2 separate regions of the Xenopus tropicalis genome follow, and region 2 is linked to region 1. The links are chromatin contacts, called in public Hi-C maps. All regions are on one chromosome and are shown on one strand. Each heading gives the region's core, a stretch centred on a gene start, on an enhancer-like site or on the middle of the called end of the contact. The rest is flanking DNA. Distances are from core to core; before and after follow the strand shown.

The links. A called contact is a pair of places that touch in the nucleus more often than the background predicts.
Region 2: a Hi-C map of neurula embryo shows a contact between it and region 1, with 2.8 times the contacts expected there. The contact joins two enhancer-like sites. A contact is called at or near these places in 3 of 5 Hi-C or Micro-C datasets (brain, neurula embryo and tailbud embryo).

Annotation. Positions count from the first base shown.
Region 1 is chr3:19,066,375-19,073,896 of UCB_Xtro_10.0, reverse strand. No RefSeq gene overlaps it. Among named protein-coding and RNA genes, the nearest start is that of kcna5, 52 kb to the left of the region's middle. Within about 2 kb of position 4,071, at least 2 of the 11 cell types and tissues checked have an H3K27ac peak or open chromatin away from gene starts, as enhancers often do. A contact at or near this core is called in neurula embryo, where this site is marked.
Region 2 is chr3:19,218,484-19,226,005 of UCB_Xtro_10.0, reverse strand. No RefSeq gene overlaps it. Among named protein-coding and RNA genes, the nearest start is that of kcna1, 25 kb to the right of the region's middle. Within about 2 kb of position 3,340, at least 2 of the 11 cell types and tissues checked have an H3K27ac peak or open chromatin away from gene starts, as enhancers often do. A contact at or near this core is called in neurula embryo, where this site is marked.

The DNA of each region.
Region 1 (7,522 bases), core at 2,822-5,321:
CTCTTTCCAATAGCAACTGCAAATTAGCGCAGTGAAAGAAATGGTGATGAATGCAGTACAAGGATATATATTTAAGTATTAATATATACTTTAAAAAAAATTGGCCCTGAAAAAGAACAATACAATCTACCGGTACTTGTGGTATGTAGTGAAGATCAAAGATAAAGACCTCTGTTTTTAATAACTGGTAAAAATGTAAGGGGTATTGTTTCCTACCCAGAGCATTTCAGAACAGGCCCCCATATTGTATAAGCCTTTTTCTGATCCCATGGGAGTCCAGGTGGTACCAATTTGCCATGACTGTGGAGATGTCACTATGGGTTCTCATTGACTACAAGGGAGAATTCACGAAAATAATTCAGCAGATATCAAATAAACATTGGTATTTTCAGTGTTTTTGTGAAATTTAAGCCCAAAACTACCAATTTGGAGCATGGGGTGGAAAAGGGAATGTGGAACTCATAAATGGACATGACACTTTTCAGAACAGTTTAGCAAACTAAATCTTCGGGTAGGGAAAATGTTTGCTTATTTCTAGCATTAATCGATGTTCCCTGTCTTTCTCACATAGGATGGTAAGAGATGAGCTGTGAAGGAGCAGATATAAACTTACGAGATGAATTTCCTGCTTCTTTAACAGGATATTTGGATCTAGTGTCGGTCCCCACATGGCTGACTCTGGAGCACTCAAACAGGTAAGCAGAAGTGGGGATCTTCACTGAAGATGGTACAAGCATAAAAGGCAAAATGATTGGATGGACAGGAGGGCCTCATTGATGCATTGGCTCATTGGATATTGTACTTATGGTTGGACAACCTGACTCTGTAGCTATCCTTCTAAGCCCATTATCTCACTAATGTAATTTTGGAAGAAATATTTACAGTGCACAATAGAAAGTGAATTTCTTATGTACATTTATAATACAAAGGCACAAGACCTTTGTATTGGGCTAGGGAGATTTAAATATAACTATACTGTATTATAAAGGATAATGTAACTCCTACTGTAAATTACAAGGATATTAGGATTCACTGAGTTTTTCTATGACCATATAAAGCAGGCTCTTAACCTGTGGGTCGGGACCCCTTTTGGGGTCGAACGACCCTTTCACAGGGGTCGCCTAAGACCATTGGAAAACACATATTTCCGATGGTCTTAGGAATAATTTTATTGTTGGGGGGTCACCACAACATGAGGACCTTTATTAAAGGGTTGTCGCATTAGGATGGTTGAGAACCACTGATATAAAGGCACAAGGCTGCAGACTGAGTTATACAGGGAACTGTGAGTATCACTCATGTATTATAAGTGATAATGTATCCCCCTACTGTAAATGATAAGGATATTAGCAGTCACTGAGGGGTTCTGTGACCATATAAAGGCACAAGGCTGCAGGCTGAGTAATACAGGAAACTCTGAGTATCACTCATGTATTATTTATATCACTAAATAAAGGTATACAGAACTGTCATGCCTCTATATAAAAGGATACATATAGTTTTCTTAAACAAATATTTGTGTTGCATGCCTGGTGTAACAGATCTGAGACAAAAAAAAAACTATGGAGCGACACCTCATTATCAAAGTATCTCAGTGTTTCCCTATGTGGGATAAAGGCTTGATAAATAACATAGCAATCTGAAAGTGTTTAATAATTGGCAAGGCTTCTTATGGCTTTATAAATGATGCACTGAGACAGCCAACTGCATAATTAATGCTGTAATACAGAAAGCTCTAATTTTTTTTACATTGAGCGCATATTTATATTGTAGTGTCAAATGTCAAACATCTATTCATCTCAGCTTGCTACCCGGCCTCCTCCAATATTCATGAGACACCTTTTACAACACGAGTATATTCAGCCCCTACTGTCCACTGTCTACAGAACTGCTTCTTTCTAGGAATTGCAGCCTGAAATACACACAATGCACACAATACAGGCTTCAGTGGGTTTATTCCTGATAGATCCTCAGATAAAGGCTAAGTTCATATTTGCAATAAGGTTAGGATCTACTCGAAGCAAACTGTAGGCATGTTCCACACTATTAGCTGATTGCACTACCCCACAATAAACCACTAATAAAGACTACAGCAGATGTGCAGTAAAAATATTGGGTATATAGTAAAGTTGGCAAAGCTACTGCAAATTCTTCAACAGAATTTCAGAAACTACTGAAAAATCAAATTGGCAAACCAATATTAAATGAGCCTTTTATTCCCTATAGCCTGTTAGAGCCTAAACTGGTTATGTTAGTCAGGTCTGTCCATTCGGCTGGAAGGTGACGTGCTAAATTTACTTTCTGTTTAATTGCCACAGACTTCCAGTGTCACCCACTGTGACATACATAGGATCATATGTTCTCACCCCCCAACAAAAAGTACTTCTGTGATCCCCTCCAACTTGTGGATGTCCTGCACTCTAAGTATCTACATGAAGCAATGGATTTCTCTAGGGCAGTACTGTCCAATTTATTACATGTAGTGGGCCAATCATGCTAGAGGGCCTGACTAGATTAAAATGATGATGCCACACAGTGCAGTCTATGGAGCCTTTGAGCAGACTAAGGGACATAAAAATTCTTTGAAGGGCCAAATTTGGCCCGCGGCCTCCAGTTGGACAGCCCTGCTCTAGGGTGATCGCACGTGCTTACTAGGTTGTCCCCAGCACCCACATTGCTGCTCACCTAATTGTTATCCACTGGACATAAATTACAGATTTTTTTTTACTGTTTACTTTAAATACCATATGCTAGGGAATGTGTTGGATAACACAGATAGGTATTTGATGGGGCTGTGTCTTGCATATTCACAATGCTTTCTGCTAAAAAATATGCTTGAATTGCATGACTACCCTGAACCGCTGAAACCTCAGCTTTCCGAGACCCACACAATGCTGGGAATTGTTGGCTCCACTGTAGGAAGGTCTGTGCTCAGTATTTATTTTACCTTGTATGTGCAGCTGACAGTCTTGTGTAAACTGTGCCCTGCTGTGTAAAGGTACATTTAGGGGCTGATTTACTAATCCACGAATCCGAATCCCGAATGGGAAAAAATCGGATTGGAAACGAACATTTTGCGATTTTTCGTAAATTGTTGCGACTTTTTTGTAGCCATTACGACTTGCTCGTATATTGTCGCGACTTTTTCGTATTGAGCGCTTGTAAACGGCGGGCAAACCTTTGCGACTTTGCATGATTTTGGAAGCCTCCCATAGGACTCAATGGCACTCAGCAGCTCCAACCTGGCCCAAGGAAAGTCACGATACTGAAGCTTGAATGAATCCGAAACTTTTGTACTCGGCACGACGGCTACGAAAAAGTCGCTACATTTTACGAGCAAGTAGTAATGGCTACGAAAAAGTTGCGACAATTTACAAGCAAGTCGTAATGGCTACAAAAAAGTTGCGACAATTTACGAGCAAGTCGTAATGGGTATGAAAATGTTGCGACAATTTACGAAAAAATCGCAAAATACCGATCATTACGAAAAAAGCACATTCGGACGCTTTTCGGACGTTCGTGGATTAGTAAATGTGCCCCATAGAGTACATATAGTATATATATATATATATATTTTTTTTTTTTTCTGCATGCAGCTGCATGCATTGCAAAAGGAACACATCATGCTACCAAATACATATTATACAATAAAGTGAAAACTGATTTACACCCAAACCAAAATACTTTTTATGTTTTTTTATAAGGACTGTATTCACCCTGCCATGTATTCTATGGTAAATATACATGGAACTGGCACTGTATTTATCCTGCCATATGTTCTGGGGTGTTATACATGGAACTGGCACTAAATGAATCATGTATATTTACCATAGAATACATGGCAGGGTGAATACAGTGCCAGTTTCATGTATAATATCCCAGAACACATGGCAGGGTGAATACAGTGCCAGTTCCATGTAGAAATCTAAACTATTTGCAGAATTTACAGAGCAGACGCAAATGCAAATGTGCATCATGCATTCCAAGGATACAGGTATTTGTGGCTCAGGGTTATCTGGGGAAGCCTGCTGGAGTGTGATTTACGAGCTACATTTGTAGTGTCTCTGTTGTGCTGCTTACAAGTTAATGATTTATGCCTGTGTTTATAGTGGCTCTGTATTCATTGGCCCCTAGGGGGTCTAGTATGACTGTGCCAGGGGGAAACAATACTGCAGTGTATGAAAGAGGTTTTTATCTACTGAAAGGCAGGTGATGAGTAGTAACTTCCCAGCTTGGCAGGGCTTTAACAGCCATTTAAATTCTTTATTGTTCCTGAATGTACAGTAAAACTGGCTGAATTTTATTTTGTATTGTTACCAATTGACAGCAGACTACAACTCCCAACATAGCAAAGCTTGAGGCACTCATTGTGAAACTGTGGGGTATGCAGGAGGTATGGGGGTGGCTCATTCTGAAGGACAGTTATGGTGAAAACTGGGGAGAATGGCCTTTTGCTCTCATAGATACCTAAAAGGGCTAAGGTGGACCTGAGCCATGGCTGGACCTCCAAGGGGGCCACTGACCAGGGTTTGACCTTAGATGGTGAAATGAAAAAGCCTGGTAGCTGCTGGGTTAAGGCATAGATATATTTCATCAACATCCTAAATCGGTACTGTGCATATATAACCTCTCTTCGATTGTCCATGGTTTTCTAGTGGAGTATCCAATGAGAACCCTGCTTGCTCTGGATCCTCCCAACATCCTGTTTTTTATTTTGTTAATGTGAGGCACTAACCACATTTCAGCATACACTGAACACTTATGCCTCACCATGTTCCTCCATTGCAACATTTTTCCATTGAATGCTGTGTAGAGATGTAGCGAACTGTTCGCCGGCGAACTAATTCGCGCGAACATCGGGTGTTCGCGTTCGCGCAAATTCGCGGACTTTTGGCGATGTTCGCCATTTTGGGTTCGCCGCGGGTTTTTTTGGCGTTTTTTTTTGGCGTTTTTTTTTTTTCTTTCGTTATTTTTTGGCGGTTTTTTTTTGGGCGTTTTTTTTTTTTCTTTCGTTATTTTTTGGCGGTTTTTTTTTTGGCGTTTTTTTTTTTGGCGGTTTTTTTACAAAGTATTTTTCAGAGAAATTTTTGCTTGATCCCCCTCCTGCATGCCACTGTCCAGGTCGTGGCACCCTTTAAACAACTTTAAAATCAGTTTTCTGGCCAGAAATGGCTTTTCTAGGTTTTAAAGTTCGCCTTCCCATTGAAGTCTATGGGGTTCGCAAAGTTCGCGAATATTCGCGAGTTTTGCCGAAAGTCCGCGAACGGGTCCGCGAACATTTTTGGCGATGTTCGCTACATCCCTAATGCTGTGGCATAATGTGTTGGTTGATGTCAATATATGGTTTGCTTTGTCTATATTTACAGCAATATACAGTATATTCTTTGTTTTTCAATCCAGATATAGTTTGTCTTAATTATTGCCTTTGGTTTTAACATTGTTCTTATCATTCTTTATTCCTCTGTTCTTTTTCAGGGAACACTCCTTGTCACCATTGTTGGCGATATAGCAATTTCAACCAAAAGGAATGGATGCACAAATGTCTGAGACATAGATATAAAGAACACAGTATTTAATGGGCTAACAGCCAACATCCCATGATTTCTTTGTATAAAAAATGGGAGAAAAATGATTTTCAATAAGGGGAAATTCAATTTATTACATTATTATTACAGTTTATTATAGCGGAATTCCGACATCCAAACCAAAATTTGTTAAAGTGCCCTACACAACACAGAAATCCCTAATATACCTATCACTGTAATCTATTCCTTCAAAAAGTATGGATAAATACCTTTTTTATATGCTGAAACCCGACTTCAAAACAGTTTTTTTCTTTCTGCATCATTTGAAATCCTACAGAGGGAAAATGAAGCTCCTCCATGTTTGGTCTTGCAAGGTAGATCATTACATTACCAGCATACAACAAAACCTATTCACTCATTGTTGAGTCTGTTTTGTAAGCAGGCGGAGAATATCCATGTACTAGTAATCTAATTATCTGCTTCACAAAGACCATGGAGTAGCTTCAACTTCCCTGTTTGCAATGTTAAGCTTAAGAAATGAGTGGCAAAAAGTATGTTCAGCACAAGCCCTATTCATCATACTGAAAAGAGGGCATACTGTTCCTTTAACCATGATTTATCTATATATTTTTTGACTAGAGATTGGCACACTCTTGGGATGTATTCTTAAAGCAATATACACTCTTTGAAAGCGTTACCTAACTTTCCCTATTTAACTGAAGAGAGCAGGCCAGAAGAAGATACATTATTTTACATTACATTACAAGATAGTGGCCATGATATTGGTTACTGGTTCCCTAATTGCGGGGCTGGCCCCATTAAGGGGGTCTGAGCCTTGGCTGGAGGGGAAAGAAGACAACAGATTTGGGTAGAGTGCCCTTAGATGCTCCCAGAATGAAGGTTAATCAGAGTGAGATTCAGGGGTGAACACTAGATATTCGTGGAACTATGGCTGAATGGCTTAGACTGTGATGTTTACATAAATCTGCAACCTTCTTATAGGTTAAGGGGGGCCTTGGCCAAATGTTGTGCCTCAGAAAGGGGTGCTTGATCACAAAAAGTCTGTCCCCCATTAAGGGGGCCTGAGCCTTGGCTGGAGAGAAAGGTACTACAGATTTGGGTAGAGTGACCTTAGATACTTCCAGAACGATGATTAATCAGAGTGAGATTCGGGGGTGAACACTTATCTGCTGTCCTAGATATTCCTGGAACTATGGCTGAATGGCTGAGACTGTGATGTTTACATAAATCTGCAACATTCTAATTGGTTAAGGGGGGGGGGCGTTGGCCAAATGTTGTGCCCCAGAAATGGGTGCTTGATCAGAAAAAGTCCAAAAGATGTGGTTGCATTAAGAATAAAACCAAGGCACACTAATATTTTGATTTAAATCTAGTGACTGGCAAGTGTCAGGGGTGTCCTAACTGACAATAATGTAGGAATGTGTCATTTCTCTTTTAAAGGTATTTGAGTTTTTCTTTTTTTTTCGGTGACATGACACAGTTTTATTTATTAACAGATTGTATCACAGTTTTATTCAAATAAATGTGATAAAAACTTTCCTTTTGTGAGCTTGGTTTTATTACTGTTAATACATAGGGCTGTTGAAGCAGCTGAATTATTTCCTGGAGAATCCTAATCCAAATCATGTTGGGGGTAATGCCTTATTTAGTAACACCGGTTACATGACAAATGCAGCGTCGAGCCTGTTGCGCCCCCTTTCCCTCCCCCTGTTCCACAATAAAACAACGGACACTTAATTGGGGAGAGAAGGCCGCAGTTATTTATTGCAAATTATTTAATATAAATTAGCAATTATATATATAAACAACCATAACTACTATTAAACCGTTTGTAAATCCAAACATTAAACAGCAGTCAACTAACTTATATCCTCCAAAGAGGTCTGACACTGAGCCCAGGCCCAGAGCCTGTGTCCTGTCTACTACCCAAGTCCCATTCTGGGATTATCCACCTTCCTGGGGACCCCAGGCCTACC
Region 2 (7,522 bases), core at 2,091-4,590, 150 kb before region 1:
TTTAAGGGTTCTCTCTTCTTGATAAAAGATCTTCACAGGAGACATATACATTTCATGGTAGTGTTGCTTCACCCAAGCAACACTATAACACCCAGCATTTTGCATATTATCAAGTGCAGAGGCATAATGGGAAATGTAGTCCAGCAACTACAGAGATGGATAAAGGGGATTTAGACACCGCTGTTCAACTGCACTTTACTCAAAAGGACTTGCCAATACCAGCATATTATGAAGGTTAAGCATGCTGGGAACTGTAACGTCACAAAATCAGGGTTGTATTCTACAGGCTGATGGCACACAAGTCGCAGGCTCAGCTTCTCTGCTCTTTTGGCTGCTCTAGTGCAGCGAGATTCCGCTCTAGTGATGTGGCTCCCCCTCAATCCCTTCAGACTCTAAGCTCAGATGGGCCCTCTGTAGTTCCATGTTCTTTGTTCCTGAATTTGGAGTTGGAAGTAGGGATGCGCTGAATCCCGGATTCGGTTTGGGATTCGGGCCAAATCCAGGCTTTTTTTGAAGGATTCGGTTTTGGCCGAATCCATGGTCCCGGGCGAACAAAATCCTTCAGGGTGAGTTCTGGGGTTCAGCCGAACCCAAAAAAAGTGTGTTCGGTGCATCCCTAGTTGGAAGCACTGAACAAGTCTGACCTTCCTCCCCATGTTTGGTTCCAGTGTCATATAATGACTCCAAAATGGCACAATAATCTCTGTATGTAAGATAAATGCAAGATGGCTGACATAGTGCTGGGAATCAGCATTCTCATTGGTGAATTCTCTAGTATCTATAATGAAGTATTAGGTAGAATTCTCATTGGTAAATTGTTTTCTGTGTGTAATTATGTTTTTCATTATCTCCTAAAGGTTTAAGTGTAAATATGATAATTATGTATACATTCATAAGGGGACCCATAAGGGATTCATAAGGGGACCCTCATAATAAAACTTTTTATTGTGTAAAAAGCTAGAATTATTAAATATTGCAGGAATGTACTAAAAAAGTTGTGTTTCAGGATGATTTATTAAACATTTCTCCCAAAACCCTGCTAGCTCCACCTATCCTTTCCACTTCCTGCTTCCTCCTTTACCAAGCTGTGGTGGAGTAGAGTATGTAGCACTCAGCACACTCACTGTAGAACAGGAACTAGTATAACCTGATAGGAAACTGAAGAGCAAGATGGCAGCCACAGTGCTGGTAATCAGCATTCTTATTGGTCAGCTCACTTGCATATATTATGACTTTTTTTGGTCAATAGAATTCTCATTGATTAATTATTTTCCATGTGTAATTATGTTTTTTTGTCAGGTTTAAAGAACAAGGGGTGCAGTGGGGCAGCTTTATTTTTGGGTTTATTGCATTATAAGGTTTCTGTACTATGGGAATGAAAGCAGCAGATCAACAGCCCGGTTATACCTGGACCTGTAGCAGGGGATTATTAGGCCGATCTCTGTGCCATGTTATAGGCTAAGGAGGGGCCTGGCCAAGCTGTGACCCAGCAAGCCTGCTATAGCTGATTGTATGCAAAGTATAGTGTTTCTCTGGATATTAGCATTTCTACATACATTATAGGCAGTTAATCACCCATACATTCATGTGCCCAGCATGGCTGTGTATAAGCACCTCTCCCTTTGGCGCTAGACGAACACGCTCATGCAATAGCCGCCCCCACGATGTATGCAGTAATCATTCCTACACCAAGGCACAGCAATCCGTTCTGGTTTGTATAGCAGGCTTTCCTTTGTGTCATGGAATTTATGATGCAGATCTCAGCTCCCCAGAAGCAATTTGCACTGCCTCAGCTTCCCAATCCCATCTGCAATGCAAAGGCTGGAGTATACTGATGCTGGGTCAGAACCAGGCTGGAGTATACTGATGCTGGGTCAGAACCAGGCTGGAGTATACTGATGCTGGGTCAGAACCAGGCTGGAGTATACTGATGCTGGGTCAGAACCAGGCTGGAGTATACTGATGCTGGGTCAGAACCAGGCTGGAGTATACTGACACTGGGTCAGAACCAGGCTGGAGTATACTGATGCTGGGTCAGAACTAGGCTGGAATATACTGATGCTGGGTCAGAACCAGGCTGGAGTATACTGATGCTGGGTCAGAACCAGGCTGGAGTATACTGACACTGGGTCAGAACCAGGCTGGAGTATACTGTGCTGGGTCAGAACTAGGCGGAAAAATACTGATGCTGGGTCAGAACCAGGCTGGAGTATACTGATGCTGGGTCAGAACCAGGCTGAAGTATACTGATACTGGGTCAGAACCAGGCTGAAGTATACTGATACTGGGTCAGAACCAGGCTGAAGTATACTGATACTGGGTCAGAACCAGGCTGGAATATACTGATACTGGGTCAGAACCAGGCTGGAATATACTGATACTGGGTCAGAACCAGGCTGGAATATACTGATACTGGGTCAGAACCAGGCTGGAATATACTGATACTGGGTCAGAACCAGGCTGGAATATACTGATACTGGGTCAGAACCAGGCTGGAATATACTGATACTGGGTCAGAACCAGGCTGGAATATACTGATGCTGGGTCAGAACCAGGCTGGAATATACTGATGCTGGGTCAGAACCAGGCTGGAGTATACTGATGCTGGGTCAGAACCAGGCTGGAGTATATTGATGCTGGGTCAGAACTAGGCTGGAATATATTGATGCTGGGTCAGAACCAGGCTGGAGTATACTGACACTGGGTCAGAACTAGGCTGGAATATATTGATGCTGGGTCAGAACCAGGCTGAAGTATACTGATGCTGGGTCAGAACCAGGCTGAAGTATACTGATACTGGGTCAGAACCAGGCTGGAATATACTGATACTGGGTCAGAACCAGGCTGGAATATACTGATGCTGGGTCAGAACCAGGCTGGAGTATACTGATGCTGGGTCTTAACCTTCCCCTACTAAACAACAGACTAAGCCCAGCAGGGCTTAGCACAGACATACACGGGCAGATTTCAGCTGCCAATTCGGGCCTTTAAGACCCGGCAGCTTATGGGGCTACTCCGACTGGCCTCCCCAACCAATATCTGGGTGAAAATTGGCCAGGTGTCAATTGGACAGGCTTTATTTTTCGATGGATCAAGGACCACATCAGCTAATTGATGTCCTCATTCCATCTTTTCCCATCCCCTTCATTGCAATGTGATAGATATCTCATTAGCACCCAAGGGGGAAGCATTTGCTTGTTTGGTGACCTTGTCAACTCTTACTGTGTACAGCCAATATTGGAGGTACAAATTGGCTTGACCTCCAGTGAGTCTTGAGCTCCTTATTCCAATGAACCTACCCAAAGCCACCACTAGGGACACCTCAGGTTCTTATGTGCTAACCGGCTGCCAGAGGGTTAAGTAGGGCTGTCGTAAGGAAACACTCACATGGCCCCATACTGCTTAGTTAGCAGGGCTCTTCTCATGTTGCTGCTGTTGGTTTGGTTTGTTGCCCAAGGTGCGAACACAGGTGTGAAATGCGGTAACAAAGGAGACCTATTAAAAGGGCACTTACGCCATTTTCCCCACATGATTAATGGCTGCTGTATTAGCAGGTGCCACGCTTAAAAAAAAATGTTAACATAACCCATTAATAGGGTAAAACCACTAAAAATCTTGGGGGTTATTTGCAAAATCTCCAAATTGCCTTTATAATAGTCTAATTTTTCCTTTATATTTTTGCACCAGGTTGAAATCACCTGAATTTGACATATGGAACCCCAGGCAATAAAGAGGTGTATGTAACATTATCACCATCGATTTCTCATTACATTCATCTCATTGGGAAACCCCTCTCTTCCTTCCACAATAAGTGATGTCAATGATGATCACATGACACCTCCCCTCTCCCGTACGCTGTTACTATATATAGACCATGCCTTTTCTCTGAGGACTTGAGCAGCTATTTATATAAAGAAAAAAACCCTTAAGGTGCAAAATACATGGGGTGGAGAATATACAGACCATAAGGAATAATGTGACCTTGCCTGTTAAAAACATAACGTGTGCATTTTAAATAATTATTATTTTATTGATTGATTTATTTTTGCTTTATTTCACTTTTGCAGTAAATCTATTCTCCTGCCTGGAGTATGAGCCTTTGATTCCCCCCCCCCCCCTCTTTCTGCTGCCGTGGTTTCATTGTTATGCTCTATTCATTCCAAAATGAGAAGAACCCACAGATGGACTCATCCATTGTACTGAGTCAAGCCAGCAGTGTTTTTTTTTTAAATCCATAAATTGGTATTTGAATTTTTAATATGATACACAGTGTTTCATTAACCCTTCCACAGGCAAGTCCTGGTGCACTTGGTCTCTTTTACAATATTTGATCTGCAATTTTTACCTATAATGGATATTCTATTTCTTTATGTATTTTGCTTGAAAAAAACGGGGAAAAAACATAGTAATAACTGGGCTGCCCTCCAGAACCCTCTCGCCTCCCCAACTACCCCACTTAGGACTTTCTATAGACACGTTGTTTTATAAAGCACAGCTGGGTTGGCGGGCAATGTGTTTAGTACTAATTGTATGAAACCAAGCAGAGGAATCGAGCTGTCATTGGAGGATCCATCTGCATGAGTGGAGCCCCTGGGCCTGGAGGACTAGGAAAATCTTTTATTGTTTGGCGCTGCTTTAAGAATAGTTCTTTGGGGTTGCTGTACTACAGCACCCCCCTTAAACCTTTGGTAACATGGAGCAGAATGCTGGGAGTCATAGTCCAACACCATGTAGGGGGAGCTACACTGTTAAGAAAGTGATATATCCCCTTTTTTCACAGATCTACTTTGGAGAGCTAGGGGGCACAAAAGAGTTTTATGGGAGGCTTACATCCCTTTTAAAAAAGAGGTAAAGAGTCTTGACTCAACCAAACCTTCCTAAATTTTACTGGATTACAAATATGACAGATATTGTCAGTGGTTTAAGACCATTGACCCCAATTTTCTCAGGGCTGAATGGCATCTTTTCTGTTTGGCACTGTTTATATCTCAGACCACTAATCCAGCTACACGTGGAACTATAAAGGAATGAAGCAGTCACATATGTGACCAGGTAACAACTCTAAAAGGGTACGTTGCTTGGCCAGTTTGGGTACCAGATATCCAAAAGACAAAAGGGGTCATTTACAACAGCTAGCACACAAGCAGTTGTGGAAAATCCCATTCATTAAATGTCATCATTATGCATTCCTTGCACTTGTATATCATTGCGCTCGGTGCCACTGCCACTTCTGACAGCAGCCTATGGCAATGCAGCACAGGTTCACTGTAGGAATAGGGGACATATGTCACTTGCACACAGAATGCTGGAAACGGATCCAACAGGACATTTTCAGTGCAACCGTATCTGATTTGCATTGCAGTGCAAGTACAGTTGTGCTAATTTTAACTTATCAACCACAGATTAGAATTCTGGGAAAAACAAAGGATTCAGGGGAAAAAATCAAGGCTATTGCGCTTGAATGTGCACTTGTGGTGTAAAAACCCCTATTGTGGCAATTTGATGGAGGTTGAGTTACAAGAAAAAGGGTAATGGCACAATATGGAACTAAGGGGGAAATGGGGACTATACTAATAGCTTTGAATAGCTATTAATGGCACAAGCAAGATTGGTCTTTCAGCCTACCACGGCAATCTGTCTACCTTATGGACTCTGCAAGTATGCAATCCACTATATTCAGTGGTCTATTAGCCCAGTTGGGTTACTGTTTTACGGTAACATAGTAAGCTGCCTAACTGCTAGTTGATCCAGAGGAAGGCAAACCCCCTTCTAAAGCCTCTCAGCCGCAGAGGGGAAAAAATTCCCCTTTTTTCCCCTTTCTGACTCCAAGATGGCAATCGGACCAGTCCCTGGATCAACTTGTACTAAGAGCTATCTCCCCTACCCCTGTATTCCCTCACTTGTACTGAGAGCTATCTCCCCTACCCCTGTATTCCCTCACTTGTACTGAGAGCTATCTTCCATACCCCTGTATTCCCTCACTTGTACTGAGAGCTATCCCCCATAACCCTGTATTCCCTCACTTGTACTGAGAGCTATCTCCCCTACCCCTGTATTCCCTCACTTGTACTGAGAGCTATCTCCCCTACCCCTGTATTCCCTCACTTGTACTGAGAGCTATCTCCCATAACCCTGTATTCCCTCACTTGTACTGAGAGCTTTCTCCCCTACCCCTGTATTCCCTCACTTGTACTGAGAGCTATCTTCCATACCCCTGTATTCCCTCACTTGTACTGAGAGCTATCTCCCCTACTCCTGTACTCCCTCACTTGCACTGAGAGCTATCTCCCATAACCCTGTATTCCCTCACTTGTACTGAGAGCTATCTCCCATAACCCTGTATGTGAGTATTCCCTCACTTGCTAAAAAGCCATCCAGCCCCTTCTAATGTATCAGCCAGTACGACTGATTCAGGGAGAGAATTCCACAACTTCACAGCTCTCACAGTAAAAAAAACCTTTCTGAATATTTAGATGAAACCTCCTTTTTTAAATTGGAATGGATGCCCTAGTGTCTGCTGGAAGGACCTACTGGTAAATAAAACACAAGAGAGATTATAGTTGCTTTAATACTCTATCACTGATGTTGCTGAAGTAAAAACTCATAGCATGCTTTAAAACTTGTTTATATATGTATGCTGGGAAATGTATTCACACAATTATTGTTAGGGCTATGATACACATGGGTGTTTGACACCTATGGAGTCTCCTATAGGCAGAGCACTTACATTCTTTTCCTATTTGGTGCAGAGCATATGCCACAGACCTTATGAGAAGTTTATGTTTTCTTTATAGGGTAGAAGAAGGCAATAATGGGGGAAAGTAGAAGAGAAGAGCAGAAGGGGAGGGGCAGGAGAGGAGTCAAAGAGAGGCTTCAATAGAGAAAAGAATTACCAGCATATGCCAACATATTGCCAAGGGTTAAAGCCTGAATGGAGTTGAATCTAGAAAATTGGCCTCTACTCTCTTGGTCTTTTTGGGCCTCATTTTCCCAGGTCCTTCCTTATCTAGCTAGCATGAGAATTCAGCAATCGCATACCCAGTGAATAACTGTAATTCATGATGAACACATCATGCCGATGAATAATCCATCACTAATAACAATGGAAAGACTGTGCTGGGGATCTGTAAAGGCCTAATGAATGTGCCATACTGTACTGTACAATGATGTTCTCATATACTTACCATGTCCCTTTGAAACATTCTAAAAGGCTATGATATAGAGACATATTTCAATTTTGATTAGGGAGGCGTCTAATCTATCATTTTAGCAGAATTCCAGGTGCTCAACAAATTGTTTGGCTGAACCTTATCCAAACCCTTTAGTTCACCATTGAATGTATTATCTGTTACTGTATTTTTCCTATCATTGATGTCTTCCCAGATTCCCAGTCTTTCCTTTGAGAAGGAATATACAGTAAATCCTTTGCAGAATTTTGGCATTGCCACCCCCAGCCCTTCAAAGTAGTTTGCTAAAACTGATACAAGAAATCCCCCTACCAGTAGAACTTGCATTTTACTAA